2 separate regions of the Ovis aries genome follow, and region 1 is linked to region 2. A link is a contact called in public Hi-C data. All regions are on one chromosome and are shown on one strand. Each heading gives the region's core, a stretch centred on a gene start, on an enhancer-like site or on the middle of the called end of the contact. The rest is flanking DNA. Distances are from core to core; before and after follow the strand shown. Region 1 holds the start of LOC114115851 (putative uncharacterized protein FRMD6-AS1). Region 2 has its middle 42 kb from the start of TMX1.

The links. Hi-C and Micro-C count contacts between places; a contact is called where the count stands out from the background.
Region 1: a contact with region 2 is called in a Hi-C map of tail adipose tissue, with 4 times the contacts expected there. The contact joins the promoter of LOC114115851 here to the enhancer-like site in region 2. A contact is called at or near these places in 3 of 16 Hi-C or Micro-C datasets (skin fibroblasts and tail adipose tissue).

Annotation. Positions count from the first base shown.
Region 1 is chr7:42,720,821-42,727,418 of ARS-UI_Ramb_v3.0, forward strand. It overlaps LOC114115851 (putative uncharacterized protein FRMD6-AS1), which reads right to left and starts at 4,629. Exons shown (of 1, transcript XM_027972248.1): 1 at 3,868-4,629. The coding sequence starts at 4,629. The coding sequence ends at 3,868. The region is part of intron 3 of FRMD6 (FERM domain containing 6); the gene reads left to right.
Region 2 is chr7:42,335,583-42,341,654 of ARS-UI_Ramb_v3.0, forward strand. No RefSeq gene overlaps it. Among named protein-coding and RNA genes, the nearest start is that of TMX1, 42 kb to the left of the region's middle. Within about 2 kb of position 3,574, at least 5 of the 54 cell types and tissues checked have an H3K27ac peak or open chromatin away from gene starts, as enhancers often do. A contact at or near this core is called in tail adipose tissue, where this site is marked.

The DNA of each region.
Region 1 (6,598 bases), core at 3,379-5,878, 390 kb after region 2:
ACTATTTGTTTCCATGTGTGATTCTTTTTTCTTTCAGAGTAATATATGTTAGCTAAAGGGACATTTGGGCTTCCCTGCTGGCTCAGTGGTAAGGAATCCACCTGCAATGGATGGATTACAGGAGACTCGGTTTTGATTCTGGTGTTGGGAAGATCCCCTGGAGAAGGGAATAGCAGCCCACTCCAGTATTCTTGCCTGGAGAATCTCATGGAGAGAGAAGCCTGGTGAGCTGCAGTCAATAGGGTCGAAAAGAGTTGGAAAAGTGACTTAGCATGCGTGCAAAGGGACGTTTAAGACCTTCGAGTAGGACTTTTAAAGCAAATTTGCTTTAAAATGAATGGTTTTGCTTTTTCAATGAACTTTAGTAATTACCACAGAGAAAAAGGAGCCTAATTTCTTTATTATGACCTTCAGTCAGAATGATGAACAGAATTTAATTTGGATGAACAGAATTTAATTTAATTTAATACTTTTTCTTTAAAAGCTAGTATGTCAGTTTACTGGCATCTCCCTTTGACTAGAATTTATATTTCGGCATTAAAATATACTGTAAGTTCCAAATTCTCTTGAATTATGTATAAAAGATAAAAAAGAACTAAATTATTTTCTTCTAACATGCTGAACTGAGCTTAATTCTTAAGGTACTCTTCTGGTGTTTGGAAAATACTTTGTATAGGGATGTAAATTATAGCAGTTCACATCTCTTCATTTTCTATGTAACTGTGTTTCTGACATAAATATGTGTAACTATCACCCACCAAAGCTTAAGCATGTTCAATTACAAAATGAGGCTACAGCCATTGTCCTTGAAAACTATGCCTTCATGCGCCTCTTCATTCTGTGCTCTTTTCCTGAGATACTGTAACCCATAGTTCCCACATGTGTCTCCACATAGAATAATATGGGCCTCTTGAAAACATCCCCAAGTCCAGGTCACATCCTAGGCTAATTAAACCATATTCCTGGAACACAGGCATCGGGAGTTTTTAAAATCCCCAGGTGGTTGCAATGTGCTACCAAGTTTGAGAACCACCACTTCAACCAACTTGTTCTCAGATTTTCTTTCATCCTTCCCATCTCAGTTGACAGGGAATGTCTGAAGCCCACTCTTGGCCTTCCCATTATCCCTCCTGCATATCTCTACTATACCAAGCATAAAGTTCATCTGTTCCCTCAAACTATAATAAGATGCTATTTTTAGGTTTAAATCCCAGAGTCTAACCCTGGGCTTGTGTAAGGGAGTACTCAATAAATAAATTTATGGGATGAATAATATCTTCCTAATAAAACTAAAAAGCAAAACCATACAATATTTATATTGCTATGGAGAAAGCTTAAGATGTGTTTTAGGATAATGTTTCACTTGATGGTCAACATCTCATATTTAGGAAAACATCTCATCATACCAATGAAAATAAATCCATACCTACACATCAAAGAGAATCATAAAATATAACTTTAATTACCTACAAAACTGCATTATTTATTATAATAAGCACAGAAAAACGTTTCCTGTGGTAAGAAACTTCTAAAACAACTCATCCTTTCTCAGTTCCAGTTCCATCTTGAGTGGACTGTGTTTTCCAAAGCAGTCCTTCCTGAATCTTATGTTGTTTCAGGGGTTTATAAAACTGATTTTTAAGAATTTTAAAGTACTTAGTTCACAAAATGTAAGATGTGAAGAGTCTATGTTTATCATGGTATTCATACTAATAACATGATCATTATGATTTTAAAAATTCATATAGTAAATTTTGCTATAATCAAATCCTAGACAATAAATCCAATCTTAAACACATGTTTTTTAAAAGTAGTTTAAAATATTTTACTCCCTGGGTTATCTAATTACTTCAAATTTCAGCAATACTTCACAATCCAACGTTATTCTTTATCTGCTAGATTTTTATGCATGAAGCCTGAAAAAAAAAAAAATCAGATTTAGGAACTGTTTTCCATGATAGTGTTATATTCCTCACTTGTCTCATTTATGTTCACATATGAAAACTTGGGTTATCTCATTAGATATCAAATTAAGACCTTGTCAACTGTTGTTCAATATGCACTGATTCTGAATGCATATTAAAGTCAAAAATGAGAGGAAAAAGTATAAACCTCCACTTTTAAATATCAACGTTGTAATCAACTACCAAACAAATTTTTAATTTTAGTCTATTAATTAAACACAACTCATTCAAACGGCAGTCTTTGGAACATAGTTCTTGTCCTCCTTCCCACAATGGAGTCATGACTTTATCCGAAATAAGCTCCCAACGGATATATAGATTGCGGAAAGACAAAAAACATCACCATCCCCAATATTTCTAATGTCATTGTTCCCAAAATGTAAAAGCTGTGAAACAACTATTTCTAGTAAGCTCCGGCTGTGGACACAAAACGGAATTTCTTTTGCCATGTAAATAAGGCACAGAGGCATACCTTCAACAGGTAACTTTATTTTTGGATCAAACTATATATTTGGATCAAAAGAGCAGGGCAATTTTAAAGCTGGCTTCTGTTAGCATAAATCTGATTTGGGGTAGTGTCCTTTGTCAGGTCCTGTTTCCCTGTCTCCTTGTCACTTCCAGAGGCACCTCATCAGTCCCTTAGTGAGGGGCCCCGTGGGCGTTACAGCCGCCCCTGGCGAGGGCTCACCGGATTAGCAGGCACCAGAAGACCTAGGAGGGTAGAAGCCCCGGCGCGGGGAGCGGGTAGTTCTGTGGGTTGCGGGCCTGGGAGCCAGGTGGAGGCTGGTTCTTCTCTCTTGTCTCCAGTCCCCCAAAGCTGGTCCAAGTGGCGCAGGCTGGCTGGAAAGGTGTAACCTACTCCTTCCCTAGACCCAACAATTAAAAGGTGACCCCCAAAAAAACACTCCATCTCCTATCTTGAGTCTTAGTGCCCTAAAAATACCTTCCATTGGCCTTTTGCATCACTCCCTCGGCTACCAGCGAGAGCAGAGGGGGTAAAAATAATTTCCGAGAGGTCACTGGCGCTAAAACCACAGCGAACAGAGACTGTGTCTACCTGAAGACCTGGAGAGGCAGTTAGCGGGGAAGGCTTGACTTCCTCCGCGGGGCCTCCTCCATCCAGCAAAAAACCGGCGAAAGACCGGCGTCCCGAGTGGTGGATGGGCAGGTGGGTGTGGGACAGGACTGGAGGGAGTAAGGAATCGCTAAATTGCCTCCGCTGGGACCGCCTCCTCGCCCAGTGGCCTCCCCTGAGTCGTTCCGAATTACTAAAACGAAGCTCAGGCCAAACTGCCGCCCCCGGCCAGCCCGACTGAGCTCGGGAGGTAGAGATACAGGGAAGCAAAGGCCGGGTGTCAGAGGGGCCCATTAGGCAAGAACTAGGGGGAGCTGACAGTGTCCCCTCGCGCCTCCGTCTCCGCTTTGCTGGGAAGAGCCTAGATGGCTGCGGTCCTAACATAGCATCCATCTGCGGCTCGCCTCCCTCCCCAGGACCCCGGAGGCGTGGCGAGCTCGGCTTTCTCCCGCCTCTGACTCGCGGCACCCCTCCGCGGGACTCTTGGTTGGGCCCGGGGCGGGGCCTGCAGGCGCTCCACGTGCGGTCGCGAGCTCCAGGCTCTGCTGCAACGGCTTTGCCACTGCCCCCGCCACCTCGGGGCGGGCTGGAGGCGGAGCCTCAGGGGGCGGGGCGGGAGGCGTGGGCGGGGCGGACGCGGAGCGCTCGTCTGGCTGCCCAGGGCAAGGGGCTGAGAGTAGGGCAGGCGCGGCGCAGACAGGAAGGCAAGGAGAGCTGGGAATAGTCCGACGCCCGGTGCTGCGGACCTTCTCCGCGGTAAGAACAGGAGCCGGGTACCCGGGGACTCCCCTAGCCGACCTCCAAGACCGGCCACCGCGCCCCCGCCGCTCATTCTGCCCCCTGCCGGCCGGGCGGCAGCGGCGGCGGCGGGACGGGACCTCGGGAGGGCTTCTGGAAGTCGCGAGCCCCAGTCCAGGCGGTGTCCCCTTCTCCGCGTCTTTCTTCTTCTCGCTCTCTCAGCGCTGGGCGTCGGGCACCGGACTGGAAGGAAGGTCGCTTCTTGGCGAGTCGGAGCTCGCCCACGCCGGGAAGGGAGAACGGGGCCTCGGGGCAGCCGAGCCGGGCAACGAGGAAGGTGCAGAGCCTTGGGCAGCCTCTGCGGCGAGGGGGGAGGCTGGCCGGGACTGTGGGCTGCGACCCCGGGATCGGTGCTCGCGCTCGGCTCCCGGGTGGTCGGGCTGGGGACGCCTGCCCGTCACGCCCCGTTGCTGTGCCCGGGCGGCGGGGCCAGCTCTTGAGTCCCGAATGCCTGGGTGCCGCCTGTTGTGCGCGCGCCGGCCCGGGCAGCCCGGCTGCGGGAGGGGACCTGAGTCTGTCCCACCGTCCCCGTGAGTCCCTGGTCGGGGGAGCCGGAGACTGAGCTCTCCCTCGGCGACGCCGGAAGGGGGCCTCGGTGGGATGGGAGTGGGGGGCGCGGCCTGCAGTAGTTGGGTTCCTGGAGGAGCTGGCGACGCGCAGGCCCGGCTCCGGGCCGAGGAGACCCCCAGCTTGTGCCCGAGGAGGGCCAGGAGCTGTCAGGGATGGACAGCTGGGGGCCATCCGAGTGAGGTCCACGGGAATTACAGCAGCCCTCTTGTCCCGGGACAGCATAATCTAATGGTGAGGGCGTTTTCTTGAAGGCAGGAAGAAATGGAAAGCTGTCAAAATAAGCACATTTTAAAGTTGAGGTGAAAGTTGGCGAATTTTCAGGCCGTGCAGTTGTTTAGTTAGTGTCTAAAGAAATATTAGCTCCTTGACATCCTTTTCGTTTGGAATTCTAGCAAAAATCTGTTTTGCCAGTATTTCCCTCAGGAGTTGTGCATTGCCCACAGCAGGGAAGGAAAACTTCAGCAAGCATTCTCAGGTTGCTTTTAACTTCAAGTTTGTGCTCTGTAACCTTTTTTGAGTGTTCAGAAAAAGTATCTCTTGCTGGATTTCTCATGTAGGATTCCGTCTCTTCTTCTCTGGGACCTGGCAATGTTTGTTTATTGGTTTTTATAAGCATCTATATAAATTTAGTCCTTGCACGAAATACTCCCCCGTTGCCACAGGGTGTAGTTTAGGGATTAGAGAATTCTATTGGAGAAAGCTGCTAGTGGCTTCATTTTCCAAGAATGTAAGTCATTTCCTTTCTGTGATTTCAGGGAGTTGATATTTCACAGCATCAAAACTTTGTGGGGAAAATTTTCCGTAATACATCTGTCATTAAAAAGGCTTTTGACTTTTGGATTTCTCTTCTTAGAACAGAGCATAAGTTTAGGCTCAGCACTGTTAATGGATCAGAAGTTTTTCAGAATCTGCAGCATTATGAAACCATTGTAGAAAGTAATTTTAACAGGCACCAAAACCTACAGACCGCCTGCTGGGTAGAAGGTGGGGGAGGGGAGAAGAACAGAAGAGAGAGGCAGGAAAACAGATGCCTGTGCTGTTGTCCTTTGTAGTAAAAAAAAAAAAAAAAGCTTCTAGCACTTAATCATTTTTCCTTGGGTGTGGTTTTGAGAAATAGAAGTATTATGTTAAAAATGAAAATACTCCACAATATGAGACAGCTGACATTTGAATGCTCTTTCAGTATGTTTGTAAATATATTGGATTTATATTTCATATTAAAATGGACTTCTGGGATTATTAGATGAGAAGGGTCCCCCAGGGAATATCTGCTATCCAGTTATCTGCGGGATATCTTTTCCAGAAAGCAGACCGTCTGTAATATGAACTAATTCTCCCCCCAGCACCCCCACCCCCCACCCCCAAGCCCCCACTTTGAATTGCTTGTAAGAGTGCCTGAGATCTGACACTGATGGACCACAGTAATCACCAGTTCTTGCAGGGCCCCAAACACTTTAAGGGACAGGAAATCTTTCTCTGCTTCTACCCCCCTCCTTTTTGGGGGCAACGGGGGTGGGTAGGCTACTAGCTTCAAATACATAATTTGAACTTGAGAATTAAGATGCTCCTGGCTCTACCAGAAAGCCTAATGGGCCAGGATAAAAACTGTTGCTTCTGAAAGGGAAATGTCCATGTGCTAGGTAGTAAGTTTTAGCTACAAGTTATTTAAAAACTCATTCAAATAGACTAGCTAAATTGGATGGGGAGGTGGGGAACTGTAGCCCTTTTTGAGATTCTGAACTTTGTTTCCACTTTCGACTGCATTTATAAAGCTTTTGGCTTTCAAAACTTATGACATAATAGACTCTGTAGCCTTTTGTGGCAGATGCTTGAAATGAAAGTTTCAAACAGAATTGTTTTTGACTAGGCTATCAAGTTCAGAGTTTACTGTAAATGAATCCTGTCTCAGAACTAACTTTTTTGATAAAGGAATTCTTTGTAGTTTTCAACTTGGATGTTGCACATTTTGATTTCTGAGGCTGTGGGTTTAAAAAAAAAAAAAGCTAAAACCTGCAAATAATTATTTTAATACATGAAAGCCCGTACCAAGGAAAGATTCAGTCCAGATGTAAAAATGTATGTGAATTTTAGATTTGTATGATCTCAACTAGTTTCCCCTTTTGTTGATGAGGCTGCCTGGATCCCAGATGGTATTTGTAAATTATCCCTTAGGTGGTTTTCAGAGTTCAGA
Region 2 (6,072 bases), core at 2,324-4,823:
TGCCAAAAGAATAAAAAAAAAAGCTTATTTCATGCCAGAAAATGGAGAGTGGGCTCTGAGAGGGCTATGTTGGAATGCTCAGGCTGCATAAAAATACTAAGATGAGTGCTAGGCAGTGTATTTCTCACCATCAGCTGATGGTCTGAATCACTTGTGGAACTTAACATGGCTCTTGGGCTGCTTCCCAGGCCCGTTGAGTCGCACATTCCAAGAGCTGGGTTCAGGAATCTGTACCTTTTCAGTTCCATAGATAGTTGTGGGACAAAGCCAAGTGAGAGCCCCTGGACGGGTGCAAAGAGGATGAGCTCTTTATGCCATGTTAGTCGCTCAGTTGTGTCCGACTCTATGTGACCCCATGGACTGTAGCCCTCCTGGCTCCTCTGTACGTGGAATTCTCCAGGCAAGAATACTGGGGTGGGCTGCCATTTCTTTCTCTAGGGGATTTTCCTAACCCAGGGATCCAACCTGGGTCTCCTGCATTGCTGGCAGTCTTTACCATCTGAGCCACCAACTTAGTTCCATAAATTCAAGGAGCTAATTGTGTTTTTTATCCTAGCTTCTAATTTTTTTTTAAAATTGGAGTACAGCTGATTTACAATATTGTGTTAGTTTCTGCAGTGCAGCAAAATGGACCAGTTATTCATACACAGATATCCACTCTTTTTTTAGATTCTGTTTCCATATGTCATTACGGAGTGTTGAGTATAGTTCTTTATGCTATACAGTAGGTTCTTATCAGTTATCTATTTTATATATAGTAGTGTATCTATAGCAATCCCAGTCTCCCAGTTTATCCTTCTACCCTCTACCCGCTTGGTAACCATAAGTTTGTTTTCTACATCTGTGACTCTATTTCTGTTTTGTAAATAAGTTCATTTGTACCATTTTTTTTTTAGATTCTGCATATAAGCAATATCATATATTACTTGTCTTTTTCTGTCTGACTCACTTCACTTAGTATGATAACCTCTAAGTCCATCCATGTTGAAAGTATGAGTTGATCTATATAAACTTGGAGAGATTCTTCTTAATATTTTGTTGCTGTGATTGTTTTTATTGTCCTTACTTGGGGAGATGAAGATGCAGATAAATATCTATGGTAGATTCCATTTTCATTAAAGGAATGTTAAACATACTGCCCTCCGACTTCCAGTTTGGTCTGGACAAACTGCAGCGGTTTCAGGAGATCAGCAGGCGGGAGGAGCGGGAGGTCAGGGGGTTACTCCCATACCCCTGCCCATCCCCTCCTTGCTTGGCCCTGATTTGGGCAGCTGGTCATAGCTCCCACGAGGCAGCCTCTCTCTCTCAGCCATGAGCCTGATAAGGTTTTGTTAAGGTAACGTCATTCCTTCCTCTTGCCCCTTAGGCTTCAGGGTGGTAAATGTCTCCTGCTATTTCCAGCTGCTGGTTGTCTTACCATTCCCTTAACCCTGCCCACACCTTTTGTGAAACCACACCATTGGTAAGCTAATAATGCTCAACCAGTAATCACCCTATACCCTGCTTTTTGGTGCTGGGCTGTGACTTTGCAAATTACACCCTTATTTGGGACCGCTCCCCACCAGTTCTGTACCTGTGGGGTGCAACAGGGAGCCTTCAGGGGCCGAGGGACCTGGTCCTCCCATAGCTTATTCCTCCTGTTCCAGGGGCCTCACGACAGCCTGTCACCCCGCAGCGGGGTCCAGCCCTCTGTCTTTTTCTAACACTCCCGGGACTGTCCTCAGTGCTTCGAGTGCTGGGTTATAACAACCCCAGGCTTTTCCCTCCATTCCCTGGCCCCAGGAGTGTCAGCTGCTTTTTCAGAGTTACTTTTCAGTGTTACCTCAGAGTCCTTTCACATATTCAGATCTCTAGTTTTTTTTCTTTTTATCGTGAGAAGGAAATGGCAACCCACTCCAGTACTCTTGCCTGGAGAATCCCATGGATGGAGGAGCCTGGTGGGCTACAGTCCACGGGGTCGCAAAGAGTCGCAGATGACTAAGCGACTTCACATTCATTCATTCATTCATTCATAAAACACAGAAAATCTATCGTCTTAAACATTTTTTTTTCATCTTAAACATTTTTAAGTGTCCAGTTCAGTGGCATGAAGTGATCTGTTTCCCATTGTTGGAAAACACATCTCCAGAACCTCTTGATCTTTAAAAACTGAAAGCTCTGTGTCCATTAACCAATAACTCCTCTACCCTACTCCCCCAACCCTGCAACTACCCCTCTACTTTCTGTCTGGATGAATTTGACTACTGTAGATACTTCATGTAAAGATTTCTGACTCTTTAAATATTCTCTTATTAAAATATTTGGCCTTGCTTCTGTTTTCCTGATTGGACTTGGACATATCTCGGTAAACAGTTCCTTCTTTAAATAATTTTCTATTAAACTTGTTAAGGGTTTCCCAGATGGCACAGCAGTAAAGAATCCATTGCCAATGCAGAAAACGCAGATTCTATCCCTGGGTTGGGAATATCCCCAGGAGAAGGAAATGGCAATCCACTCCAGTATTCTTGCCTGGAAAACTCCATGGGTAGGGGAGCCTGGTGTGCTACAGTGTATGAGGCTGCAAAGAGTCGTATATGACTGAGCACACATGCACAGACTCCTTAAATGAGCCCGCTGATTCCTCCTGGGATCCTGACTGATATATTTTCATGGTTAGATAACAGTTGTTAAAATAACAGTAAAGGTGAAAGCACTTTTAAAAGTAAAAAATACTATGTGTGCTAAGTTGCTTCAATTGTGCCAGACTCTGCAATCCTATGAACTATAGCCCTCCAGGCTCCTCTATCCATGGGATTCTCCAGGCAAGAATACTGGAGTGGGTTGCCATGCCCTCCTCCAGGGGATCTTCTCCACCCAGGGATCAAACCTGTGTCTCTTAGGTCTCCTGCATTGGCAGGCAGGTTCTTTGCCTCTAGCGTCACCTGGGAAGCTCCCCAAACTCTGTGTATTATTACTGGTATTAGCAGGGGTAATATTTCAAAAGAGGCTTCTGCAGGGTCCCTTGAAGCACCAGCATCCAGGGAAGGATGGTGACAGACACTAGAACATGACTGCAGTCTCAGAGTTTCGACAGACACTTCATGGCTCTAGGCCTGAAGGTCAGAATGAAAAGCCAAGATAGGAACTCTGTCCCCTTTCCGCAGAGGGTGTGGGGAACATAACAGAAGTTTCATATTTATACTCACAAATTAATGTGAGGAAGAAGCTGGAGCGTCTGTGTCCTTAAGTGATATTGAGGCTCTGGCTTTAATCAAGGCAAGGCTCTGATCCCAGATGTTGGTCCCCAGCGATTCAGTGACACTTCAACATCCTGACTTAAAATGAAAAGTCTGGTTGCTTTTCCAGGGTAATAAATGACTGGAAAATCCCCAAACACCAGCCAACTCACAAAGGCCAGAAAATCCTTGTAGCCATATCCCTGGCCAGAGATTTCCCTGCAGGGCGAGGTCCCCCAGCCTCTTTAAGAGGAACCCTCCTTTCTGCCTGGGTCAGCTGCTACAATGAGGCTTCACTGTCTCCCAGGGGCTGTAAAGGGACGAGGAGGCTGGGCCACGAGGTATTGTGGGCCAGTCCAGTGAGGAGAGCCTTGGCTTCCTAGACTAGAATGCCCTGGCTGGCTGGAATACAGTCATCCCCTGCCAGGAAAGAGGGCCTCAAAACACCGGAGGGAGAAGAGTGAGGCGTTTCTGGAACAGCAGTTAACCAAGAAAACCTGGGCAGCAAGGGCAGGCTCTTGCTTTCTTCTGGAACTGTTTGACTGGCTTGATTGGTCTCTGTACTTGGATGGGGTAACCGTGAGAAAAAGCTCATATGCGTGAGTTTTGTGGCCGGATGTTACAGGACACCCACACGAGCTGCTCCTCCAAAGTCCAGGACTCTGTCGTTGTGCTTAGTCGCTCAGTTGTGTCCTACCGTTTGCAACCCCCTGGACTGTAGCCCGCCAGGCTCCTCTGTCCATGGAATTTTCCAAGCAAGAATACCAGAGTGGGCTGCCTTTCTTTCTCCAGGGTTCTTCCTGACCCAGGGATCAAGTCCGCATCTCCGGCGTCTCCTGCATTGGCAGGCATGTTCCTTACCACTGAACCACTGGGAAGCCCCCAGGGCTCTATAAACGCCCAAAATTATTTGCAAAATTGTGTGTGTGTGTGCACACATGGGGATTTGGAACAATTTTCTGGGGCCTGTAAATGTCATCTGATTCACAAAAGGGTCAGTGTTGCCTCTCTGCCTCTTTCCCCAACCCCAGGTTGAGAACAGCCCTAGATTATGAGTCCCTGGAGGGCAGGACCGTGACGTTCACCCTTGAATCTCAAACAGCACCCTGCGTGGTATGATCTGTGCATAGTCTTTTTGTGTTTTTGTTTTAAAAATAAAATATAGATTTTATTTGCCTCTGGAAATCTTAGTATTTTTGTATTTCTTTTTTCCCTGGAATTGTTAGCTATATATAAAATTGAAAAATGTTATTTTTATGGAAAATCTTATGGGCAATTGCAAGCACTTTTGTTTATCATTTAAAATTTATTTTAATTTTTTTTATTGAAGTATACTTGGTTTACAATGTTGTGATAGTTTCAGGTGTATTGCAAGGTGACTCAGTTTTTTCAGGTCCTTAATTTGTGCAGTCTTTTAGTGAGTATTTGCTAAATTGAGTGTATTTTATTTTTTATTTTTTATTTTTTTTAAAGGAGGAATTAAAAACATTTTATCTGTGTATTCAGAATCACACACAAATTACCTTTACAGTTCAATTTACTATATAGAAATCATTTGGGTTTTATATTTTCAGTTAAATTCTGAACTTACAATATTGATTTTTTAAAAAAAAGACTGTTACATTAATTCAGTACTTTTTTTAGCATACCAAATTGAAATACATTAAGATCAAACTTTAGATTTATGGCAAACAGTCTTCAAATACAACACAAACATTTTTTAAAGTTACCATATTGTTCACATGTGGTACTTGCAACTCTGAGCTGTTGTACACAGACTAGCTCTCCTTGAAATACGGCAAAACTGACATGCCATGAAGAATTGAGCGTATTTTAGCAAACTTCAACTTCTAAGTAATTCACAATAAATGCTTTTCATCTTGAGGGTGGACTTGTGACGGGAGACCCTTTCCAGGGTCACAGTAACGGGTTCTTCTGTCCGGGGAGTGACTGATCCAACATGAGTCAGCATCAGAGGAGATAAATCCTAGTGTGAGAGGCTGAGTGCTAGTACTGGCTTCTCCACCAGTAGTCTCTGCTTTTAGTTTCTCCTACTTTTGTCATCTGAAAAATCATAGTCTCTTCCTATTTCTCTTACTACTCAATCAAGTTTTATGCAGAATCATGATAAAAATGAGAGAAAAGAATTTTATTTTATATTCAAAGTCATGGTACTAGCCCAGATAGATGAAATAGAAGTCGGGTACTTGCTTTCACTTCCGGGTTATCAGAGAGGAAGAAAAAAAGACAAATTGAGGGAGGAAAAAGAGATGTAGTGAGATGCTGTCACTAAGACAATTATAAAGTAACATGACATAGTGTAGGTGAGTAGGGAAGAAAGGTAGCTTTGAGTCCCTCACTTTAAGATAAAACAGTAGAAATGAGTCAGAATAGTGAAAAGACTATATATTTTAACAATTATCGTCTTCTTGACTGGAGTTATTTTCTTCCTCATTTTATTTATGACTCCTGGTATAAGTGAGAAGTTCAGATGATGGGATGGGATAGGAGGTGGGCACCATATTTCAGTGATTCTAAAAGGCACATTTTCCACCTTCTAGCATCTCTGGGGATCAGTTGATGGTGTCAGCTGGGCTCACTGGAGACGCAGTTGTAAATAGTGCTCCAACTTGGACATAGTCGCTCATGTTGCCATTCATTCAGCCTAATTAATTGAGTTCAGGGTAAAGCATCTGCTTGCAATGCAGGAGACCTGGGTTCGATCCCTGGGTCGGGAAGATACCCTGGAGAAGGAAATGGCAACCCACTCCAGTACACTTGCCTGGAAAATCCCATGGATGGAGGAGCCTGGTAGGCTACAGTCCATGCGGTCACAAAGAGTCGGACATGACTGAGT